Regions from separate parts of the Mus musculus genome. Here region 1 is linked to region 2. The links are chromatin contacts, called in public HiChIP or PLAC-seq maps. All regions are on one chromosome and are shown on one strand. Each heading gives the region's core, a stretch centred on a gene start, on an enhancer-like site or on the middle of the called end of the contact. The rest is flanking DNA. Distances are from core to core; before and after follow the strand shown.

Region 1 (6,645 bases), core at 2,910-5,409, 230 kb after region 2:
CTCGTTAGGACCATGGAGCTGCTGGAATTGCAGACACCAGAGGTTAGACTGTCAGAGGTGAACAGGTTTGTGCATATCCAGGCCCCTATGTGGCTGTATTATCTCCAGGAAATCGTGTCTTTCTTTAAACTAATAAGAAGGCCGGTGAGAACAGTGGATTTAATCAGTCGAACTGGGTCTTTGTCCAAACAAGGCTTTGTACAGATGGCAGAAGTCCATTCCTCAGTTTGGCTTTCTCTTTGAAACCAGGATGGACATCTATGCAGGCCACTGCCCTGACCTACAAATCAAGGACACCTTTGGTGACGAGCACACAGCGAGAGGGTCCTCCCACTCTCCAGGGAGATGGGAGGTCAGGGTGTTGGACTCTGCAGGCACCTGGGGCCTCCTCCTCAGGCAGGCATGGGAATTGGGTCCCTTTCTTACATATTCCCGTGTTTGTTCTGACCTTTTCCTCCTCGGGGTAGTGGTGTGGGTCGTCACAGCAGTGATTGCCACGCCTCTATGAACCCTGACCTGTGTATTTGTCTCCTAGTCGTAAGGGCTGGGAGGACCATGCCCTGCACTGAAGCAGGCAGTGCCTCTGATCAGCTCTGTGGCCTGAAGCTGAGGCTCCTTTGCTTTGGTCTCGGGCATCTTGGTGACATCTCAAGAGTGCTGAAGGAGCAAAGATTTGGCAAGCAGAGTAGGGAGTTGTACAAGGGGGTGCTCCCTCAAGCGTAGCAGAAGCAGGTATCTTTAACCAAAGATATCAGGCTGGGGAGTGTTGTTCAGTTGGTAGAGTGCTTGTCTCGAAAACACACATTCTGGGCTCCGTCCCTGGCAATGTGTAAGCAGGCACAGTGATAAACACCGGTGACTGGTGGAGGCAGGAAGATTAGAAGGTCAAAGTTATCTCCCTATACTTAGAGGATAGCCTAGGCTAAATGAGACTGTCTCAGACAAAGACAAAAGCAAACAGTATTAGGTTGGAGGACTAGCTCAGAGGCAGAGCTTGTGCCAACTGCACAGGGGTTAACTCTCAGCACTGGGGTGGGAGTGGGGGTGGGTGGGGGTGGGGTGAGCCACAGGACTGGGCAGCCCGGACCCTGTGGATTCCTGCCTTCTGTTAATTCATAATTGACATTGTAAGGGAGATTATCGCTGGCATTCCTGGCTCACTCATAGTGGAGTGGCAGACAGTGCTACTACTGGAGAGACGGTTGGTCACTATGAACCCTAAGGCCCGTCCAGCTGGCGCCTGCTATGTCCTTGCTGGTTTGATGGTCCATCTCCCCACCCTCCTTGGCTCAGGGCAGATGGAGGCTGCACATGGTTTGGTTGGTCTTGACCCCTGTAGACTTTAAGTAAGACAAAGAGGATCCCACTCAGAGCTTCTCCAGCAGTTAGCAGAAAGGAAGCCTCAATTCCATGGGTAGGGTAGGGCAGGGCAGGGCAGGGCAGGGCAGGGCAGGGCAGGGCAGGGCAGGGCAGGGCAGGGCAGTCAGGTAGGCAGATGTTAGTGGCCAGGGCCAGGGACCTCCATGCTGGCCCTTGAGCTAACCTCAATTCCAACAGGGTCCCCCAATTGCCTGAAGGACAGTGTACCCCACAGAGACACAGTCCAGGCATGCCCGGCTTGCCCAGCTCCTTGGTTATCTGACAAGGTAGCATGAAGCTGCCCTGTGCTCAGAGGAGTACCCTCAGGGGCTGAGTGCCTTTGCAAGGGACTTGTCCTCCCTCAGACTCAGTTTCCCGATCTGTCATTTCTCACCATGTAGTAGATGCTGGCTCAGAGGCAGCACTTGGATCTGAGTCATGTGTGGAGGAGGGCAAACTGGGAGCTGCCATTCTTACATCATTCTTTCAGGTCCCTGGCAAGGGGAAGAGGGACTGTTGTGTGGTCCCCATCGACTCCCTGTGCCCTGTCCTGTGTCCTAGTGGGCTTTGTACAAAGAGGAAGAGTCAGTCCTTTCTATACAGAAAAAAGGATTGTGTGGACATGGCCGGGTGTTAGGGACATGGACCTTACTGGCGCTGACCCTGCTCCTGTCTTGTCCCTGACAGGTGCACAACGTGGCCTTTGCCTTTGAACTGATGCTGGATGGAGGCCTCAAGAAGCCCAAGGCACGCCCTGAAGGTAACACACCACCAGAGCAGCTCCAAGCATAAGACAGGGACAGCAGGGGTCAGGGTCCCAGGCAACCTGTATGTCCTGTGGATAGATAGGTGGCAGGCATCTTTCTCCTACGTGGGTGGCAATAGAGCCTGTAGTTCCTGGAGTCTGGCCTCTTCAGTCAATGCTGTTTCTTTTTGCAGATGTGGTGAACTTGGACCTCAAGTCCACTCTGCGGGTCCTTTACACGCTGTTCACCAAGTACAAGGATGTGGAGTGACGGAGCAACTGATCCTCCAGGGACAAGTGCTAGGCCAGAAAAATGGGTGTATCCATCCACACAGTCCTTGCTTTCCCAGAAAACACCTCCCTGGGGAGGCCTCAGGCTTCCCTGGCCTCTGCTCCCTGTCCCCTGCCTGGTTTGGTTTTAACACCCCCCCACCCCACCCCCTTCCGCCGTGTGGTTCCCTAGCTGGTTAGGTCATTGAGAACTTGGTGCTTCAAATACCCTCTCCCGTTTAAGTTTAAGGCCTCACTTCTTCTTTTTCTCTGCCTCCCCTCCCCCTCCCCCCCCCCCCCCCCCCCCGGAGAAAGATGAAAAAGAGCAAAGGCCCAGCCTAGCCCTCGGCTGGAGAGGGCTGTCCACCTGTGCTCCAGCCCACAGAGCAATTACTGCAACAGCCCTGGCTCCAGGGACTCCGCCCCATTTGTCCTCAGGAATCCCCTGGGCTGGCCTCTCCTTGGAAGCAAGGGTCTCAGTAAAAAAAGATCCTCTCAGTTTTTCACTCCTGAGTCTCAGAAGATTTAGACTCCTGATGTGTGTCTCCACACACCCCATCCCCATCCGTCTTGCGGTTTGCTGCTTTTAACGGACCTTTTACATGAACTCTCAGGACCCAGAATGCCTTGGGGCCCCGGGGTAGTGTGTACGGTGCATGTCTGGGTCTCTTGCTGGCTCTGAATGTGCAGCTTCAGAGCCGGCTTGGAGTAGGAACCTCCTGTCTCGGAGGCCCTGTTAGGGAATGGACACATTTTTAGAGACTTTACAAGAAGGTAGGGATCCATTACAAGGGCTGCCTGACCACAGGCTACCAGCGAGCAGCCAGAATTACAGAGGCCGTGTGTCTGACTGCTCTGGAGGCTGAGGGTAGAAGGTGGAGGTGCTGGCAGGCTGCCTTTCTCTGCCTTCACACCATTCCTCCTCCTCCTCCTCCTCCTCCTCCTCCTCTATTTATCTCCTCTTCATTCCACAGTGGAACCATCCCCTGCATGACCTCGCTGACCCCATGATGTCAGCAAGCCACCCCTCCCTCCCCCCGCCCCCCAGTCGCCAAATGCAGCCTCCCTCCGACCAGCCAGGAATTGGTTTGTGGGCTGTGTCTCAGCTGGCAGTGGGACCTAAGAGATGTCCACATCCCTCCTAGACACTGCTGGTATCCCCTACAGCATGACCTATAAGAGAAAATCCTGCTGCTCCCTCAAGCCCTTCACCACCCACTTCCCTTGACTCTGGAGGTGGTGCCATGGCCGGCTGGCTCCTTGTCTCAGGAATCCTGCTTCTGTGGTTCACCCCCACCCCCACCCCCTTCTCACGTTCCTCCTGCCTCTCACCTGCCTTACAGCACTGTTCATGGCAGCTTACAGGAAACCTTCCTTTCCTGATTCCCACCTTACCACAAGACCCAGGGCTGTGGGGTGAGGTGTTGCTACCGAGCTGAACGCCAGCAATGATGTTCCAGAAAACATTTTAATATCTTCCCTTGGTTCCACTGCTGCTAAGCTGGGGACGGGTCTTGGAATAGCCGCTCCGGTGGAGGAGGCTTCCCAGCAGGGGAGAGAGATAATTAAAATGGCATTACCGTGTCTCCCTGTGGGATGCGGTGACATTAAAGAGCCACACTGACAAAATACCCGGGACTGGAAGGTTCTGTGCTGCCTTCCTCGCAGACACAGAACCACAGCAGTATCTGGGAGCTGCTGGGACCGCTTTGCTCTGCTCACAGGCGGTCTGGGGCGGGGATCCTAGATGCAAAGACCTACCGTGCTGAAGGGAGGGAAAGAATTGGTCTGGGACGGGCGGTGGCTTCCTGGGGTTCCCTATCTGGAGGGCACAAGTCCTGCTTGGAATGTAAGCAGGCTCCTTTGCCTGAGGCAGAACTTGGGAAGCCAGGGTTCTATGAAGGTGTGACCTCCCCCATTGACTGAGCGTGGAGGTGTGGTTCTCACACACCAGTGAAGGGCTGGCCTTACCGTCCCTTCACTGCGGAGCTGCCATTCATACCATAGCCTGGACAAAGGCACCAATAACTAAGATGTCTAGGCCAACTTCAGGGCCACCCGCGTAAGGCAAGGCTTTCTTCGTAGAAAAAAAAGAGAGAACCCCCACCCAGATGACCTCAGGTGACCAGTGCCCACCCCCAAACTTTCCCACAGTTCTCTGGGTGGGGGGCTGGGATACAAATACTTCTCTTTGAGCTGTTAATTTGAGGGCATTCTGGAACCTTCTACTGCTTGGATCTTCATTCTCTCCTGATATTGTTGAGAGGTCTGGCCACTAAAACTCTTAGAAATGTCATCATCTGTCACTTCCATGGGGTCTTGAGGAAGGGGCAGGCAGGTCTGCACCCCCTGCCCCCAGGTCTGCAGGCCAGGACTGGGTTCCTCCCTTCTGCCCTGCCCTGATTGGCACATCCCCTCCAGCTCTCCAGCCTTCTGTGGACCTGCAGGCAGCTCTTGTGCCACCTTCACACTCAGTTGTGCAAGTCCTGAGCTCAGGCCCCCTGCATCCTTCCTCATTGGCTGACCAAGGGGAATCTTATATCCAAGCAGCCGAATCCGTTACGTCCCCTGTGCGGCCGCGCTTTATTGTCTTTTTAATTGTTTGAAGTAATGTGTCCTTTGGATTTCTGGATATTAAATAAAAACCACTAAACCCCCGGCTGTGCTTTGATCAGACCCTCCTGGCAGACAGCAGGGACAGCGTGCTTGCAACAGCTCAAACTCGTGGCTTCCTGTGCCAGACGTTCAGGCGGGAGATGAAGCTGGGGGTGTCACAATGTGCTCTGACTTACGCTAGTTATGAGCTCCGATACATACCAGCTGGCCTCTGGCTCCTTGCGGGGCTGCTTCTCACACATTTCCTGTCCGTTCTCCCTGCCCAGAGCTGGGGCTGCATCATTTCACATTGCCAGGCTGGCTTGAACTCTCCCCTCTGATGCTACCACACAGAGGCTGAAGGAAGAGACTGGGGAAGAGCAGAAGGCCTGGGGGCTGGGCTCCCTTGCTCTCTCTGTGGAAGGAGTAGGAAGTCAAAGCCATTCTGTGATGGCCACCTCAGCTTGGCATTTTGTGCCCCCCCCCCTTGAAGAAGTGCCACGCTTCTGGTACATTTTCTCTACAGAGTGAGAGCCAAGAGTTCAAGGGCAGCCTGGGCTACATAGTTCAGGGTAGCCTGAGCAATAGAGTGAGAGCCTGTCTCAAAACAGTTTCCCCTACCCATGAATGCATAGCTGGCCTGGATAGGACTCAGTGATGCTATTTAAACAGACAGACTAGGGTTAGGAGATGGCCCTTGGGCAAGGTGCTTGTTGGGTAATTGGGAAGACCTGAGTTTTAATCTCCAGCTCTGTCTGCTGGGTGTGGTATTAGGTGTCCACAATCCCAAGTAGAGACAATCTCTGGAAACTCAGGGGCCAGCTATCCTGGGGAACACAGCATTGGAATGTCAACATCCTCAAGAGCTGGCACCTGGGGTTGTCCTCTGACTGCTACACACATGACATGACATTCGTGTGCCCTGATTCACAACAAAAGAACATGTGTGCATACGCATAGACTTTTTTTTTTTAATGGCTTGCTTAAAAGGACAAAGTGTGGCTGAGAGGGATTTAGGCATTGGATGGGCTCTTGGGCTCCAGCCTCGTTTGGTTTGTCAGTGACTGCTGGTAGGTTAATTTGCCAGAGCCTTCCAATTCAGAGGGAGAGAAACCAGCCATCTTCAGTACTGTGTCCCTAGGCTATGTGTTGTCATGTCTGGATTGGTTCTCACATCTCTGAGCTACTAGCCTGTTGTGGAGGCTTGGCTTGCTACTGACATCCTACAGCTCACTAGACAAAGAAGAGTTAGTGTCTCCAAATGTTACCGTGCTCAGTCTGGGACACCCTGAGGTAAACTACCAGCTCCTGGGGTAGTCCGTAAATCTCTCCTTGGCAGCTAGGGCCACAGATCAGTTGGTAAAGTTCTTGGCTAGATACTCCAGGTCTTTTTAGGAAGCTGAGATAGAAAGAGCGCCTTGAGCCGAAGAGTGGACCAGGGCACTACATCAAACCCCAGCACTACATAGATCACACATGGTGGCATAGGTCTATTGCCTCAGCACCAGGGGGATGGATGGAGTCAGGAGGATCAGGGATTCAAGATCACCCTCTGCTATACAGAGCTATATGGGACCCTGTCAAGGAAAAATGTGTGTGTGTGTGTGTGTGTGTGTGTGTGTGTGTGTGTGTGTGTGTGTGTGTGAGAGAGAGAGAGAGAGAGAGAGAGAGAGAGA
Region 2 (7,018 bases), core at 661-3,160:
CCTGAAACAGAAGCAGGGAGACAGGATCAAGTAATACCAAGGCAGTCAGGGAGGTTAAGGTATCCAGGAATTGGGACGATCACCCATGGCCACATGGGCTGTGACAAGATAAATGATGATGAAATTTCAGCACCAGTAGGCACAGCCCCTGTGATGAGAGAACTTGGTAGAGAGGCCAGGAAGGAAGCCAGGAGTAAAGACTCAGATTATAACTCAGTAACAGGATGGAGAGATGCAGGCATGGACAGAAAGACAGGCAGACCTGGGCACAACTGGCTGGGTAAGTGTGAGGATTTAAGCACAGAGCTAACAGGACTTGGGACACAGATGCACTGTGTGAAAGAGACATTGGGACAAATACAGAATTCCTCCTGAGCAACCCCAGAAGGCAGAGCAGCCTGCCCTGAACTGAGATGAGGGTTAGGGAGAGCTTGGTCTGGGTGCATCAAGTCCTGGGTCTCCCTTGGACAACCACACAGACATGTGTCTCGGGATGCCCACAGCCAGCTGTGTGCACAGTGGCAGCAGAGCTCCAAACCTGGCAAAGGAATGACACCACAGGAAGTGAACAGAAGAAACGATGAGAAACAAGGCCTAGGCTGAGGCCTGTGCTGTGTGAGCATCTGTGGCATGCGAGCATCTGCAGTCAGGACATGGGAAAACAGCAAGAGATGCCGGACGTGGGGCTGGAGAGGCAGCCCAGCAGTTAACAGCACTTGGTGCTCTTGCAGAGGACCCAAGTATGGTTTCCAACATAAACACAGTGGCTTACAACCATTCCTAACTCCAGATCCAATACCTTCTTCTGACCTCTTTGGGCACCAGCATGCACGCGCTACACATACATACATGCAGGCAAAAACAAAACAAAACAAAAAACTCATAAAATAAATCTGAGAGAAGGGGACCATGGGAGATGAGGGTGTTATCTTGGCAGCCAAATGAGGAGGGAAGGGTCATCAGAAGGCTGGGTTACAGGAACCCAGTAACCATTACCTGCTGTAGCAAAGTAGGGAATCACTGCAGACCATGACAGAGCAGCTTGGGAGTTGTGGGGCCAGGTAACGAGGGGCCTGAGACAGGAAGGGAAGGGTCTGCAGTGAAGTGAAGATAAGGGTAAGATGCTGAGAGGGAGCGAGGTCAAGGCCAGGTTTGCTCTTGGCCTGAGAGAAACCACTGGGAGATGGTAGCACACACCTTTAATCCCAGCTCTCAGGAGGTGGAAGCAGGCGGATCTCTGAATTTGAGGCCAGATTAGTCTACAGAGTTAGTTTCATGACAGCCAGGACTACACAGAGAAACTCCACCTCCAAAAACAGAGAGGGGGTGGAGAGAGAGAAAGAGGGGGGGAGGGAGGGAGGGAGGGAGGGAGGGAGGGAGGGAGGGAGCGAGCGAGCGAGCGAGCGAGAGAGAGAGAGAGAGAGAGAGAAAATATGCAGCTATCAAGGCACCCAAAATGCTCACACACCCAGTGCTCCCACAGCCATACCCAGCAGACCTGCACAGAGTAGGGCGTCACATCCACACAAATCAATAATGACCTCCTTCCCTGAGCACCAAGAAGAAACAGGGAGGGGACACCACAGGCTAACACACAAGGTCACAAGCATCCCAAAAGCTGACGCAGAAGGCAAAGGGACTCAACTACCCCAGCATACTGCCCTCACAGTCACCAAGGTGATGGTTTTGAGACAACAAATGAGAACGGCCAAGGTCCTGCACCTGTCGCTAAGGCAGTAAAGCCAAGAAACGGGCTTTTCCATGACATCACTGGACACCAGCCTGTCTCAAAAGATGCCCAACAGGGGCCATGAGCTGGATTAGGGACGTAAGACCACAAGCATCTCTGGGCACGGAAGGAATTGTGCAGATCCCTCCGTTGCCTCCACTTGGTGCTGGCACCACGGACAGCTCCAGGCCATGGACAGCGCCTCTCGGCAAGGACGACTCAGTAACCTACCCCCAACTACTCACCCGGTGCATGTCTTCATACTTAAGGAAAAGCACGTTGGCATCCATTCGATGTTCCCAGAATTCCTGAACATGCTCAAACCAGGAGCCGTAGCCCACTGTGGAAACAGACAAAAGGGCACAGCTGGGAAGGGAACTGTGTAGGTGTTCTTGCCCCTCCCACAGGATGCCCAGCTCCTGCCCAGCTGCTGGGAAGGAAACTACGGGGGTCTCCCGGAAGGAAGAAACCATTAAAGGCCCTCACCCCTCCTGCTCTTGTCAACGCTCTTCACCCCTACCCAGCCTATGTACTTCAGGATGCCCTGAAGACCTGACACAGCAGGAGGCGCTCTGAAGATAAGAGGACACAGTGCATACGCTAGTGCCAACGAGAGAAAACAATGCTCAGAGGAATCAGAACAAAAGAGGCAGGTGGAGTAGGCTGGGGGTGTGAAGCTCTGAGAGAGTTCCAGAACAAGGCCCCGCCCCATGACTTCTGAATGACCCCAGATACTGTCAGAGAAACCTGCGATTAAAGAGAGGTGGGAACCCTGGCTGTCACACAGACAATATGTGCCACAGCATGGCCTCACCTCGCCACGGCACCTCAGGTCTGGGCTAGGCATGTGGCAAGTATAAGAGGACTCGGTCCAGTCTGCAAGCTATGTCACAGCCTTCCTAGTGACAAGTTCCGCTGTGCTCCCATCTTTTTGGCTGAACTGTGCAGCCCTGTGATGGACTTCGTGCCATGCTGCCGTGGGGGATGGCAAATGGGGGGGAGGGGGCTCCATGAGATACTATAAAGAAGTGGTACCCGAACCCTTCTCAGGAGTAAGAAGATACAGAGGCATGGATGGGGCTCCATCCTCAGGGCCACCCGCAAGCTCCCTGGTAGAGGTGTACTAGGGCACCGTGGACCTGCACAGGTATAACCCAGTCAGACACAACCTAGCACACCCCACTCAGACACACCTGTTTGACCCCTGCAAACCCATCTTGGCAAATCTATTCATTTTACAGAGCTGAGTCTCAGGAAAGGACAGTGGCAGGCCAGGTCACAAGGGGACAACTGCCGTGGAAGCCTGGACTCTGGTCTGGATCTGTGCAGCTCAGTCCCAGCAGATGAGGTCCTGAGGCAGGAGGAAGGCAAGCAGCCTAAAAAAGACAGGGGAAAGCTCTCCCCACTCCCAGAGAAGGCACAGGACTTCCAGACAGCCTGGACCCCATTGGTGACATGACGCTTCACAAGAAAGGCCAACCAGGACCATGAACCAAGCAAAGCATGCTGACTGCTACCAGGGAGACCAGGAACACCCCACTGCCTCTGTACTTGGGGCCACGGAGGAAGGAGATACACACATGCTAATGGGACCTGAGTCTCCAGAGAAGGATCTCTGTCCCACCCTCTGCTTCTCTCCATACCTCACTATGTTAAGACCATGAAGCCACTTACCCAAGGCCTGCAGGATGTTATAACTCAACACAGACCCCACCTAAGGAAGAGGCCACCTCTGAAATACTTCCCATGCAGCACAGGTCAGTGTCTGTCCACAGACCACTGCCAACACAACATCTGTGAAGCGACCCTGTCCACAGACTGCCCACCATGGGCTTCTGCCATAGGAAGACTGCCCAGAGCGTGCACATATTATACCACTGGCCCTGCCCAAAGCTCCCACAGGCATGTCACTTCACCTGGACATCCCTTATCCCAGCTCTGGAGTCTCAGGCCACCAGCATTCTTATCCTCACAGTGCCTGCTCCATCCTCTGCTCTGTCCTATGCTGGGGACATCAAACCCAGGGCCTGCCACGCTAGCCAAGCACACCTGCATCCCCAGCCTTCTCACTGCCTTTCATTTTGAGACCAAGTCTTATTAAGTTGACCAGGCTACCCTTGAATTCACGCTGTAGCTCAGGCTAGCCTTGAACCTACACATCTGCCTTAGTCCCTGAGCAGCTGGGGTTACGGCCCTGTGCCACCATCCTGGCCAGGAAATGTTTTAATGCCCCTTCCCTTAGCTGCCACTTTCTTTTGAGCTTTAGATAGGGAAGAAAGATCAGCATGCTGTGGTCACTGAGAGGCTAAGAGTGGAGCTGGGGAAGCGAGCACCCAAGTCAGATGCTTTGAGTAGGATACAGGCCAGAGTGCATAGCCTTGAACCTGTGGCTTTGAACTGTGAACAGGGAGATTTTAACACCTCTGGCTGAGAGTACAGAAACTGATTGTGGCAGACTCTTGCTGTCACGATGGTGCTATTCCTGAGCACCTCTGAGGCCAGAATGGGCACTAGGACTGGAAGGTACAATGCTGTGAGTCAGGAGGGGGCTATCCAAACACCTGAGAATCCCAAACGGGGTACCCCAATAGTGCACAGGGAAAGAAGCTGGGTGGGAGCCTGCGGCAGGCTCAGGGACTCTGGGGAACAGGTGCTGCAGTTTCCCACTGCACATGGGAATAAGGTACCAGCTCTGGGCACAGGGCATGGCTAAAGCCATGTTTAACAGAATTGGGCCCCTGTGGGTTTCCTTCCAATTGCAAGTAGCCCAGTGTGCCTGCCGCAGCCCACTCTACAGGGTGTCTGCATCACAGCCTGGGTAGGAGGCCCCTGGAGGCTGCCCTGTGGTCTCCAGTACTTGAGGCTTCACTGTTACCCACTCCGTTCTCATTGTGACTCACAACCTCCCTTCAGGACCCCTGGGGAGCCACACTGAGCAGTTAACGTGTTTTCAGACTCAGGGAGCGGACAGTCTCAGTGTAGACCAAGGAACCCGTGATATAACCCCTTCTTCATGACTGGGTGCACACCACACTGTTCTTTACCAACCACAAGACCCACAGGGGTGAAGAAAGACAGAGTTGGGGACAGGGCTGCTTCCTCCTATGGTCCCTGACTTCCTAGAAGGCAAGTGGAGTGGGATAGGGTTGGGTGGAAAGGTCCTGTTCCCTCTACCCCAGGCAGAAAGGAGCCAACAGGAAGTATATATCCTAAACACCCTGCTCTGCATCACTGCCAGCCCCTGAAGTCCAGCCCCTGTGACGACTCACACACAGTGGTGGCCTTCTCACTGCTCTCTCTTCACGCTGCATTCACAGCATAGAGACACGGGCCTCCGAGCTCACAGTTGTCATTCTCACCTCACTAAGAACCCAGGCAGGAAGGCCAGATGTGTAACTGGAGAACCCGCAGGGCGGTGGGGAGCAGGATCTGCACCACCTCTAAGACCCACAGCTCCCCAGCCTCAGCGCCTCCTCCATTTGACGATAACTGAAGCCCCATCTGCACGGGGCAGGTAAGGTACCGTTACAGACAGGGCTTCCCAGGAAGCCCCAGCTCCGGCTGGTAGTTATAGGGTAGAGCACACACACCCTGTGGCACTTACGTTTGTCATTCATGAACCTCCGACAGAACTCCTGGAAGGTGCCTCGGTAGCTCATGGTCCGCAGCGAGCGGTGGAACTGATAGTAAGATACCACCAAGTCCTTGGGGTTGCGAGCCATGTAGATGACCTGCGGGAGGCAGAGTGATGGGTCACCCCGCTTCCTGCTGGCCAGGTGTCCCCTTGCTCATTCCAGGCACAGATGGGCCCTGGCCCACAGACTGAGTATCTGGGTGAGCATGTGACTGTTGTACTGCAATGCTTTATGTGGGCACGACTGCAATCTGTAGGAGAAGGGTGCCTGGCAACTTTGTAACTGAGGATGGAGACAGGAACAGGGAGCACAGGTGCCTGGCAACTTTGTAACTGAGGACAGAGACAGGAGCAGGGAGCATAGTGGACTGCATCCTCCAATGCTCAACTGTGAGAGAACACCCGCTACTACCTCATAAGCATGGAGAGGGTACTACCTCGTAAGCATGGAGAGGGTACTACCTCGTAAGCATGGAGAGGGTACTGCAGACATCATCTAAGAGGGGCCCTGGGCCAGGGATAGTGAACAGCACCTGGAGCTGGTTCAGAGGCCTAGGGTTCTTAACGAGGAGGTGGGGGGATGAGAGATATGATGTAGGTTACCTTGGAGTCCCCATTGTGGAGGTCAGAGGGCAGGAAGCGGTACGGGAGGTGGCTCTTGATGAGGCGGGGAGATGTCAGTTCCTGCGGGAAGATGTGTGGTTGTTATATTCATGTACATGTGTGCACATGCATGTGTGTGAGCACACACACACACACACACACACACCTCTTCTCTCCTCCCAGGGCCTTTATAACAGGTCTGGGAGGATCCTGACCAATCAGGACTTAGTATATGCTCTAACCACGTAAGCCATCTGGACCCCAAAGCTGTAATGAGAATCCCTGTCCCCAGCCTGAGGGATCGATCCCTTACAGCCATAGGGGTTGGATTTAAGTGGCTGAGAATGAGGAAGGGTCTAACGGGGCAGGGGAAACACGGAAACACAGGCATGAAATAGTGCCTGTAAGAACATAGAATGTCCAGCTTTAAAGCATCCAGCTATCCTCAACTCTGACCTCCCAGAAGCCCAGGGAATCATGGAAGGAGCTTTGGCTCCCTCAGCCCTCTGTGCAGAGACCCGCATCCTGTCAGCTTCCCCTTGGACCATGAGTCTTGGGGCGCTCAGTCCCTCTCTTCCTTCTGGATGTCCTTTAGATGTCTGCTGCCTCCTGGTGCACCGTCCCCAACTCTGTAGCCATCATGACTTCCTGCCCTATGAGGTGGCAACTGTCAGTTCACTACTGTCCCTGAGGCGGGAGCAGTACCCACATGTGAGGACACTTCAGAGAAGAGGCACCCCACACTCCCAGTGTTTCCTGGGGAGGAGTCAATGTGACCAGCACAGACCTCAGACAGGAAGACAACTTCCAGATGACAGGTAAAGTCAGAAACAAGCTCACCAAGAGCAGGAGGCATCTGTCACTGGGACACGAGGAGTGGGGCTCTCGGAGATACATCCCACAATGCTTACTTATCTAGCAGAAAGGCAGGTAGGTGAGGTGAGGGCTGCAAAGGGGGCTACAGAGGGAGCCAGGGATGGAACGGAAAGAAAGGTCCCAATACCTCTAAGAAACAGAATGCACAAACCCTCTTACTGCTGACACAGGATCTC

Evidence for each region. HiChIP or PLAC-seq counts read pairs in DNA pulled down with a chosen protein or histone mark.
Region 1: a contact with region 2 is called in an H3K27ac HiChIP or PLAC-seq map of embryonic stem cells, with 5 times the contacts expected there. The contact joins two enhancer-like sites. A contact is called at or near these places in 1 of 39 promoter capture datasets (liver), 2 of 115 datasets of contacts at active chromatin or transcription factors (both in embryonic stem cells) and 1 of 9 other capture datasets (adipose tissue).

Annotation. Positions count from the first base shown.
Region 1 is chr15:84,310,657-84,317,301 of GRCm38.p6, forward strand. It overlaps Parvb (parvin, beta), which reads left to right. Exons shown (of 13, transcript NM_133167.3): 12 at 2,047-2,119; 13 at 2,299-4,953. The coding sequence ends at 2,375. Among named protein-coding and RNA genes, the nearest start is that of Gm22890, 9.4 kb to the right of the region's middle. Within about 2 kb of position 4,160, at least 144 of the 459 cell types and tissues checked have an H3K27ac peak or open chromatin away from gene starts, as enhancers often do. A contact at or near this core is called in embryonic stem cells, where this site is marked.
Region 2 is chr15:84,084,626-84,091,643 of GRCm38.p6, forward strand. It overlaps Sult4a1 (sulfotransferase family 4A, member 1), which reads right to left. Exons shown (of 7, transcript NM_013873.3): 3 at 5,967-6,047; 4 at 5,334-5,460; 5 at 1,975-2,069. Among named protein-coding and RNA genes, the nearest start is that of Gm46526, 17 kb to the right of the region's middle. Within about 2 kb of position 1,911, at least 13 of the 459 cell types and tissues checked have an H3K27ac peak or open chromatin away from gene starts, as enhancers often do. A contact at or near this core is called in embryonic stem cells, where this site is marked.